2 separate regions of the Sparus aurata genome follow, and region 1 is linked to region 2. Evidence: chromatin contacts called from public Hi-C data. All regions are on one chromosome and are shown on one strand. The core of a region is the stretch at or near the end of the contact, and the rest is flanking DNA. Distances in the headings are between cores, read along the strand shown. Region 1 holds the start of smg5 (SMG5 nonsense mediated mRNA decay factor). Region 2 holds the start of rbm8a (RNA binding motif protein 8A).

The links. Hi-C and Micro-C count contacts between places; a contact is called where the count stands out from the background.
Region 1: a contact with region 2 is called in a Hi-C map of an unstated tissue, with 10 times the contacts expected there. The contact joins the promoter of smg5 here to the promoter of rbm8a in region 2. A contact is called at or near these places in 2 of 2 Hi-C or Micro-C datasets (skeletal muscle and an unstated tissue).

Annotation. Positions count from the first base shown.
Region 1 is chr17:31,298,290-31,302,533 of fSpaAur1.1, reverse strand. It overlaps smg5 (SMG5 nonsense mediated mRNA decay factor), which reads left to right and starts at 2,329. Exons shown (of 22, transcript XM_030393297.1): 1 at 2,329-2,779; 2 at 3,170-3,268. The coding sequence starts at 2,715.
Region 2 is chr17:31,164,974-31,168,687 of fSpaAur1.1, reverse strand. It overlaps rbm8a (RNA binding motif protein 8A), which reads left to right and starts at 2,006. Exons shown (of 6, transcript XM_030394981.1): 1 at 2,006-2,158; 2 at 2,729-2,788; 3 at 2,906-2,983. The coding sequence starts at 2,092.

The sequences.
Region 1 (4,244 bases), core at 1,080-3,579, 130 kb before region 2:
TTACAGAAGATGGTACCAGCAAATATTTGGTATTTTTGCTTGATAAATGACTCAAATGACCAAAAAATACATTCCCAATTAGCCTTCAGTAATCCTAAAAGGGAGTAACTGTAAATGTACAGGCTGTTGACCAAGTTATGAATTTTACAGAGCCAAAATCCTGTGTGAAGCCAAGGTTAAGTTATTGATGAGCTTTGATGGCTGTACCTTTCTTATGTTTGTAAAATAGAAATTCATTTTGTAGATTTAGATTATTCACTCTTTCTTCCATCTTGTGAAGGATATAAAACACAAGTCTCCTTCAAAAAAACATAATTTCGTGTCTGGATCTGTGGTTAGATTGCAGGTAAGTTTTTGCATCACGGTGTTTGCTCAGCTAGGTCACAGACATTTTTCCAGGGACTCATGACTGTGATTCTTCTGTCGGTGAGCAGAGCAGATCATTTTCTTTATGCTCTCCACCAGCCGAGGTGCTGAGAATGTGGATGGCAGGCAGGATCTGGGAACCAGGGACTCGCCTGAATATAGCAAGCTTGTAATTATCCTCATCCTCCTACACTTAATCGCCTGCAGTTCCTTAGTGGGTTGGCAACTTCTGAGTTTGGACAGAGCATTGTGCAAAAGAATTAGCACAGTGGAGGAGCCACAGACGGTTCACGCTGTGTAAACAGAACAAAGAGAGCTGAGAGATCCACCTGAACCTGCTGCAGACCCAAGAATCAAATACATTCATGTCATTGTTCTGCCAGGTTTACGAGCTGAAAATTATTCATACCACAATGAAATTACCAATTCTAATTTGTCATTTTCCATTATATATCAAATTGCATCATTCCTCAAATGTTCTTCCTGGAATAAACATTAGTAAATTCTAACATAATTCCAATTAAATACTGGATAAAACTGCCCTTTTCTCCATAACTGAATAAAACATTAGATTTAGGAAGCAAGCCTCTCACAAAATGTCATTCCTCTGTGACTTCTATGTTGCATTTAGAGGGACATAGAATAATCTGTGATCTTTATGGACCTCTGTTGGCAACCAGGAGGAATTACAACAACAGAGTTAATAGTAGCTATGGTTACTGTAGCAAAGGCCTATAACCATGCATCCTTTATTATTTGCTTATATTTCAGAACAATTTCAAAGTTCACATTCAACTTTTTCTATGTCTCGTAGCTCAATGAACCCTCCTGGACTGTACAGTCAGACACCTCTGGTACAGTTCCTATCAGACACCTTGCAGCAGTTTTAAGTCGGTTTTTCAATCAGTTAATACATATTCTTAAAAGTAAAAATAAGTCTGCCATTTAGAAACAGTATTGTCATCAACCCCGCATGTTTTGTATGGAAAAAAGACAAGGAAAGCATGCAAATGAGGCTTACTATGCTGGGATGAGGTCACCAAATTATCCTAATAAGGATGATAAAAGGTGGCGGTTGTCCAGTAGAAGCATTTAGATCCTTAACAAAACTCTGCAGAATATTGATGGAAATATCTGATAAGAGCTCTAGTGAGACGAAATAAGTTTGTGGGATTTAATAGATTTTTGATCTGACTGTATGATTTTTAAAGTCATAATCTGATCCCATGAACATTCACCTGATTAAATCATTTGCAGGTTTGTTACTGAGAAGTGATCTAAACAACATGTTGCAGATGCAGAGTGAGTGGTGGGAGATTATAATAATGAACGGGGGACATGATAAACACAGCCTACTTTAAGGGCAGAGAATACAGAGAATTTTATAATATTTATAAATAAATTTTACATAATTGACTTGTATATACTGTGTTCTGAACGATTATCGGGTCCAATATTCAGTATTTTTCAGATTAGTGGAATCAGCATTTATTTATTTATTTAAACCTGATTTAGCCTATAAATGAAATTAGTTTGAATTATATAAGACCAAAAACTACAAAAAAACAAAGAATGGCTCATTGTGTAATCTGCAAGTAAGTAACTAAATATTAAAAATATTAAACAAATATAGTGGAGTAAAAAGTACCATATGTGTCTCCAAAATGTAGTAGAGTAGAAGTTTAATATTGCAGAAAATGGAAATATTTAAGTACCTCGAAATTGAACAATTCAGTAGGTCTGCTTGAGTAAATGTACTTAGTTACATTCTATTACTACCTGTCACACAAACAATAGAGTACCGTTATTTCAGTGTGTGTTAAATGTCTAAACAGTCTATTTTCTTCTAGTTTCTCATTTGCAGGTCCAGGGATAATGAATGTTTTCATAAAGATTTTCGCAAATGAGGGATTTGTACACGACCTGGCAACCCATGGTTCCGTCTGTGGGTACGGTCCGTATTCTCGCGATATTCAGGCGGTCACTGCCTGATAGGAATAATGGCCGCCTTCGTAGCGATGGCTGGAACGGGGAACAACACAAGAAGCATATCAGAGCGTTTTAGCTGACCAGGAAGAGCATAAATTACAGGGCACCCCCTCCTACCCGGTTTTCAGAACGGATGGGTAGAGGGGGTCTTGCCAAAGGACACAAGAAACGAAAGAGATTCGGAGGGAAAGGGAGGAAAGCTAACACTATCTTGATAGCTAGCGCTAGCTGGCTATCAACACGGTTGTCACTGCCGGGGAACAAACCCGAGTAGCCCTGACAACTGTGTGTCGGGAGGGTTGAAGGAAACGGCGACTGGACGCCGGAGCGTGGGATCAAACGACTGGCATCTCGCTAATATGAGTGGACCGGGGCAGGACAGCGAGCCAGAGGCGAAAGTCCTTCTCATCAAGCGGCTTTACAGGTAACTTGGCGAGGCCGTTTTACGTAGCTAACCAAGGTGCTAATTGGACGTTGTTGTGCTGGCTAACGTAGCGCTAGCTAATCAATGTTTGCTAACACAAGAAAGGGTCCATCTATTCTTCCACTCAGCAGCCTGTCACGACAATAAAAAGCCCGACATTGCTGCATACTTTGTCAGTGTAACATCAGATACATCTTGCTATCAGTTGGTGTAGCTCGTGTTAGCTTGTGAAATCATGATTTAGCTGCATTTGTCATTAGCGCCCTCGTTACAGTGAAATGAAACAGGAAGGATTTTGGTGGCTAGCACAGCATTTGTTCCTGACACCCCCCCCGCAATCGTCAAGACCAGTCATCGTGCTAATGCTTTGTGTTGTCAAACGCTACACAGGGCTGTGGTGGAGTCTGTGCACAAGCTGGATGTCATCATCGGCAGCAAAGCATCCTACAGGGAGGTCTTCAAGCCGGAGAACATCAGCCTTCGCAACAAGTATGTCCAGCTGTCTCAGAAGTGTGTGTGTGCGTGTGCGTGTGTGTGCGTGTGTGTGTGTGTGGGGAGGCAGGAGTGTAATTCAAACCTCACATGCTACATGTAACCTGAGTGTTATAGGAGCAGCTGTTCTGAACATAATATGAATGTTAATCAGTCATCTCAAGTTCATTCAGCTGACAATCTCACTATCATCCTACATGTGTTCATACCGCGGCATCTCTGTGAGCTTATAGACTATATTTCAGACCTGTTACCAAATTCTATTTAATAGTCACTTGATGATATCTCTAAGAAACTGCAGTTTCTGTGAAGAGGACTGACATTGTTATGCTCACACTGGTTACAAATTAACCACAAAGAGGAAGTTTGAGGGTAACGTGAGAAAGATACTTGACCATGAGTCTGAACAGACACGATACTAGAGACAGAGGAGAGACTGCCGCTGGAGCTTTGTCAACCAACATCCATCTCAAGTAATTTTCTAATTAATTGATGAATACTTTGGTAAGCGGTGACATGTGTCAGTATTTTTTCAATTAAAGATGTCAAACTATAACTTCTAACTGTAAATATTTACCACTTTCCCGTGTGACATACACTGATTATCTCCGAGTTTTGGACTGTTGGTCTGACAAACATTGACATTTACAAGTTACCTTTGACGTTTCAAGGAAATTTAAATGGGATTTTTTTTGCTGGACATTTAGTTGACCAAGCGAGTTATCTGTTAATCAAGGCAGTGATTGTCTGATGAATTAATAATGAGAACGATCATGTGTTGCATGTTTATTGACACTGCAGTACACGTGCATCTGCATCCCTGATCCCCTCTGGAAGTTTCAAAGTCATTATATTCCATTGTTGAGATTACAGGCTGACTTTACACCAAAATATCCACTTGTGTAAGAGCTGTAGTTGTAGATTATACTCATCTTGTAAAAGGGATAATTTTGCACCTCAGTGCGAGGTGAGG
Region 2 (3,714 bases), core at 757-3,256:
CACTACAAGTAAACTGATCCCCTTCAATCAGGCCTGCTGTCGATTCAGTGCATACAAACACCTGAGAGGCCTCGCTAATGCCACCAAACATACTCCCCAAATCCTCAGCTGTTCCTTCATATCCAGTCTGGAAAAATGAGTCATGAGCAGTGGCGTGCGCAGACTTTTTGAAGGGCAGGGGCGAAAAAGAAGGGCACTGCATTTTGGCTCCCAAGAGGACACTTTAGCGCGCGTTTTGGCTCCCAAGAGGGCACTTTAGCGCGCGTTTTGGCTCCCAAGAGGGCACTTTAGCACGTGTTTTGGCTCCCAAGAGGGCAGTTTATCATGTTTTAACCAGCCAAGGGGGCAGTTTAGTGTGTTTTGCCAACCAAGAGGGCACTTTGGCATGCTTTTTTGGCTCTCAGGAGGGCACTTTAGCGCGCATTTTGGCTCTCAGGAGGGCACTTTAGCACGCGTTTTGGTTTTCAGGAGGGCACTTTAGCACGCGTTTTTCAACAATTGGGCCACGAGGGGGGGCGACTGCCCCCCCCCTTGTGCACATCACTGGTCATGAGGTATCATATTGACATCCCAACTCCATCCTGAAGAAGTATACTTAATGCCAACTCAGCAGAGAAAGCCCTCCCAGGTTTCCCCACATAAAGGTGTCGAGAAAAGTGCAGCGTAGACAAGAATAAGAGGTAAGAAGTGTGAACCGAGCTGAACCTGCTGATGTTTCTAGAATCTGCGTGACTTTTTTTTTTTTTTTTTTACTGCTCTCTACAATAATAAATAGGGACAATATCCAGCTCTGCCTGCAGTGTGTAGATCAGTCTTACAATATTATCTCTGTTTTCTTACTTTAGCATTTCCCAGCCTCTTATTTGGCTGCAGCTATCAGCCTCCCCCGTCAGTAACAGAGGATTTAACCCGCCTGTTCTGATTCCACATTTGGAGATAAAATTGGAAAGTGTGTCAGTTTTTCAAAAGGCTTTTTTTTTTTTTTCTGTTTAAGAGGGCCTGTCTGTTAGTCCTCTGTCATTTGATCCAACTCGCCAGCAGATGGTGATCAAGTGACAGTACTTCAGGCCTCATCACACTGATCAAGAGCCAGTGTGGATGTGTGAAAGCCCTCTGCTGGTCCTGTTAATTCATTTAACAAAATACACTTTAGATTCAGGATTCAAGTCTTTATTGACAACAGCAAAGCATCTCCCAGAGCTGCATGGTGCATTATTAAGATAACAATAGTAATAACGGAATAGAATAAAACGGTTGTCCAGAAAGGTTTCATCGACATCAGTGCAGATGCTCACAAATGTAACCATCTTCTCCCTCTGACGCCAAATAAACATCTTTAAAAAATCCCAAAATAAAGTCGAAACTATGGTTTTGCATACGGTATAATCAAAAGTCTCTCCTGCCAGTGATGGCATGTAACTAAGAACATTTACTTAAGTATAGTTCTAGAGTACAATCTTTGACATACTTGTATTAACTTGAGTATTTCCATTTTCTGCTATTTTCTTCTTCTACTCCACTTTATTTTGGAGGCACCTTTTACTCACTAGTTATTCTACAACTTTAAATGTTAGTTAATTTGCAGATTGCATGCTGTATCAGACCTAAAGCTGTGATTTTTAAAAGATAATTTGTCAATTAGACAAAAACAAAACAAACAGCGAGTCCAATAATCTGAAAAATGCTGAATATCAGGTTCAGCATTTGCATACAGTGCATGTTAATATATGTATATGTAACTTTAACTTGTACATGTAATACTTAAGCACATTTGTTGCCAGAAAAATAACTTTTAACACACTGTCTCAAGCAGGGAACCACAATTCACTCACCCCAAAAACACCTCAAAGTGCACAATTACGGGTTGTTTGGGAAACACCATTCTTTATAAATACCTCTAAATGTATTCAGCTTGTGTTGTTTGGGAGAAACTGGTGCAAAGGATAAATGAGATGTACTGTAGTTTGCTGTCCAGTCCAGTAAATTTACTGTGCTTACTTACTTTTACGCCACCTGGCAACCCCCGCCAGCCTGCTGTCTCTTTCTGCGCACGCACTTTGCGTCGGTCAGCAGCGAACACACACAGACATCATGGCGGACGTGCTGGATCTTCATGAGGCGGGAGGAGAGGACTTTCCTATGGATGAGGATGGTGATGGTAAATTTAATACTTGCAAAAATCGATAGCAGATGCTCAATAACATTGGCTTTCCAATGATGTGAAATATTGAGGTCTAACTTTATGCGAAAAAGGTCGAAAATGCTTCAAACGCTGACTGCGTGGTAGCAGGCCTGAGAAGTGCTAACAAGCTAATATTAAGCTAACAACGCACCAGTGGCTCATTCAAATGCTGCTCGTGAGATAATGCTTACTTGTTCGTGGTTATTATAATTTCTTAATGTAGTTCGACTTTCAGGGTCGTAAAAGTTAATTGGCAACAATTACCTAGCTTAGCATCATGCCGGTAGTTAGCTTGTTATTAGCCACGACTAGCATGCCTTTGAGTTTTCTTCATAGCTATCAGCTAGCTTACAGTAAGATGGGCTAATAGGCACATAATTTACAATCGGAATATCAAGAGGATATAATTAAGAGCATCTTTTATTTAATAATTAACTACAAAAGCTCTTACCAGAGTTCAAATGCATGAAAACGGAGCAGCGTTAGTTAGCTAGCCAGTTTCTGAGCATGCATATATCCTGACTTGTTTAACTTCTCCGTCTTCAGAAAGCATCCACAAGTTGAAGGAGAAGGCCAAGAAAAGGAAAGGACGAGGCTTTGGCTCAGGTGAGTAACCACTGTTGTGACAGTTGTTCATGTAACTTAATCCTCTCAAAGTTTTTTAATACAGTGTGTTAGCAGCAGTCAGGAGTTGTAAGTACATTCCTGTGTTGCTGTTTGCAGAGGAAGGAGCCCGGTCTAGAATCAAGGAGGACTATGATACCGTGGAGCAGGACGGGGACGAGCCAGGCCCTCAGAGATGTAAGTGTTGATGTCCAGCTTTAATGTAAACTAATAAACTAAAGTCTAAACTTTGCCAAGAGAAGTGCCTCTGCGATGTATCAAGTTCCTACCCTCTCTGTTGGTTATGAATACAGTTAACTCACAACAGCTTGTGTCACCAGTTATTACCTTTTTTTTTCCAGTTCCAATCACATCCTATTTGGCAGCAACCTTTTAAAAAACTTGCATGCACATGTGGTCCAATCTAGACAAAAATTATTCTGTCCACTGTGCAATACAAAAATAAAAACTATACCTGTCTACCAAGTGGTGCAGTTGGAAACCAACTTTATCGGTTACATTTGTCTGTATTCATGTTGCTTTCTTTTACTTTTCCCTTTTTGTGTTGTACAAATCAAGCATGGACATGCATTATATGTATAGAAAGAGAACAGCCTGATAAACATGTGTTTTTTTAAAATGTGTGTGCAGTGGATGTGAACGTTTTTATCCAGATTTTAAGTTAAGTTCTTTTTATTTTAAGGAAATGACTTTTAGAAAAATGCAAGTGTAGCTCTGTGTCTCAAATAAACAGTTGATGCGTAAGCAAGTTAAATGAGGATCTCACATAGGTTAGACTGGTGTCTATTTGTACATCTAGCAAGGATTAGGAGCGTGAGTAATCATGACTCCGCCATACGTATTAATTTACATTGTTGAAAGTGCTTCTGATATGACTTTCTGATCCTGACACCTTTTCTTGTCATGTT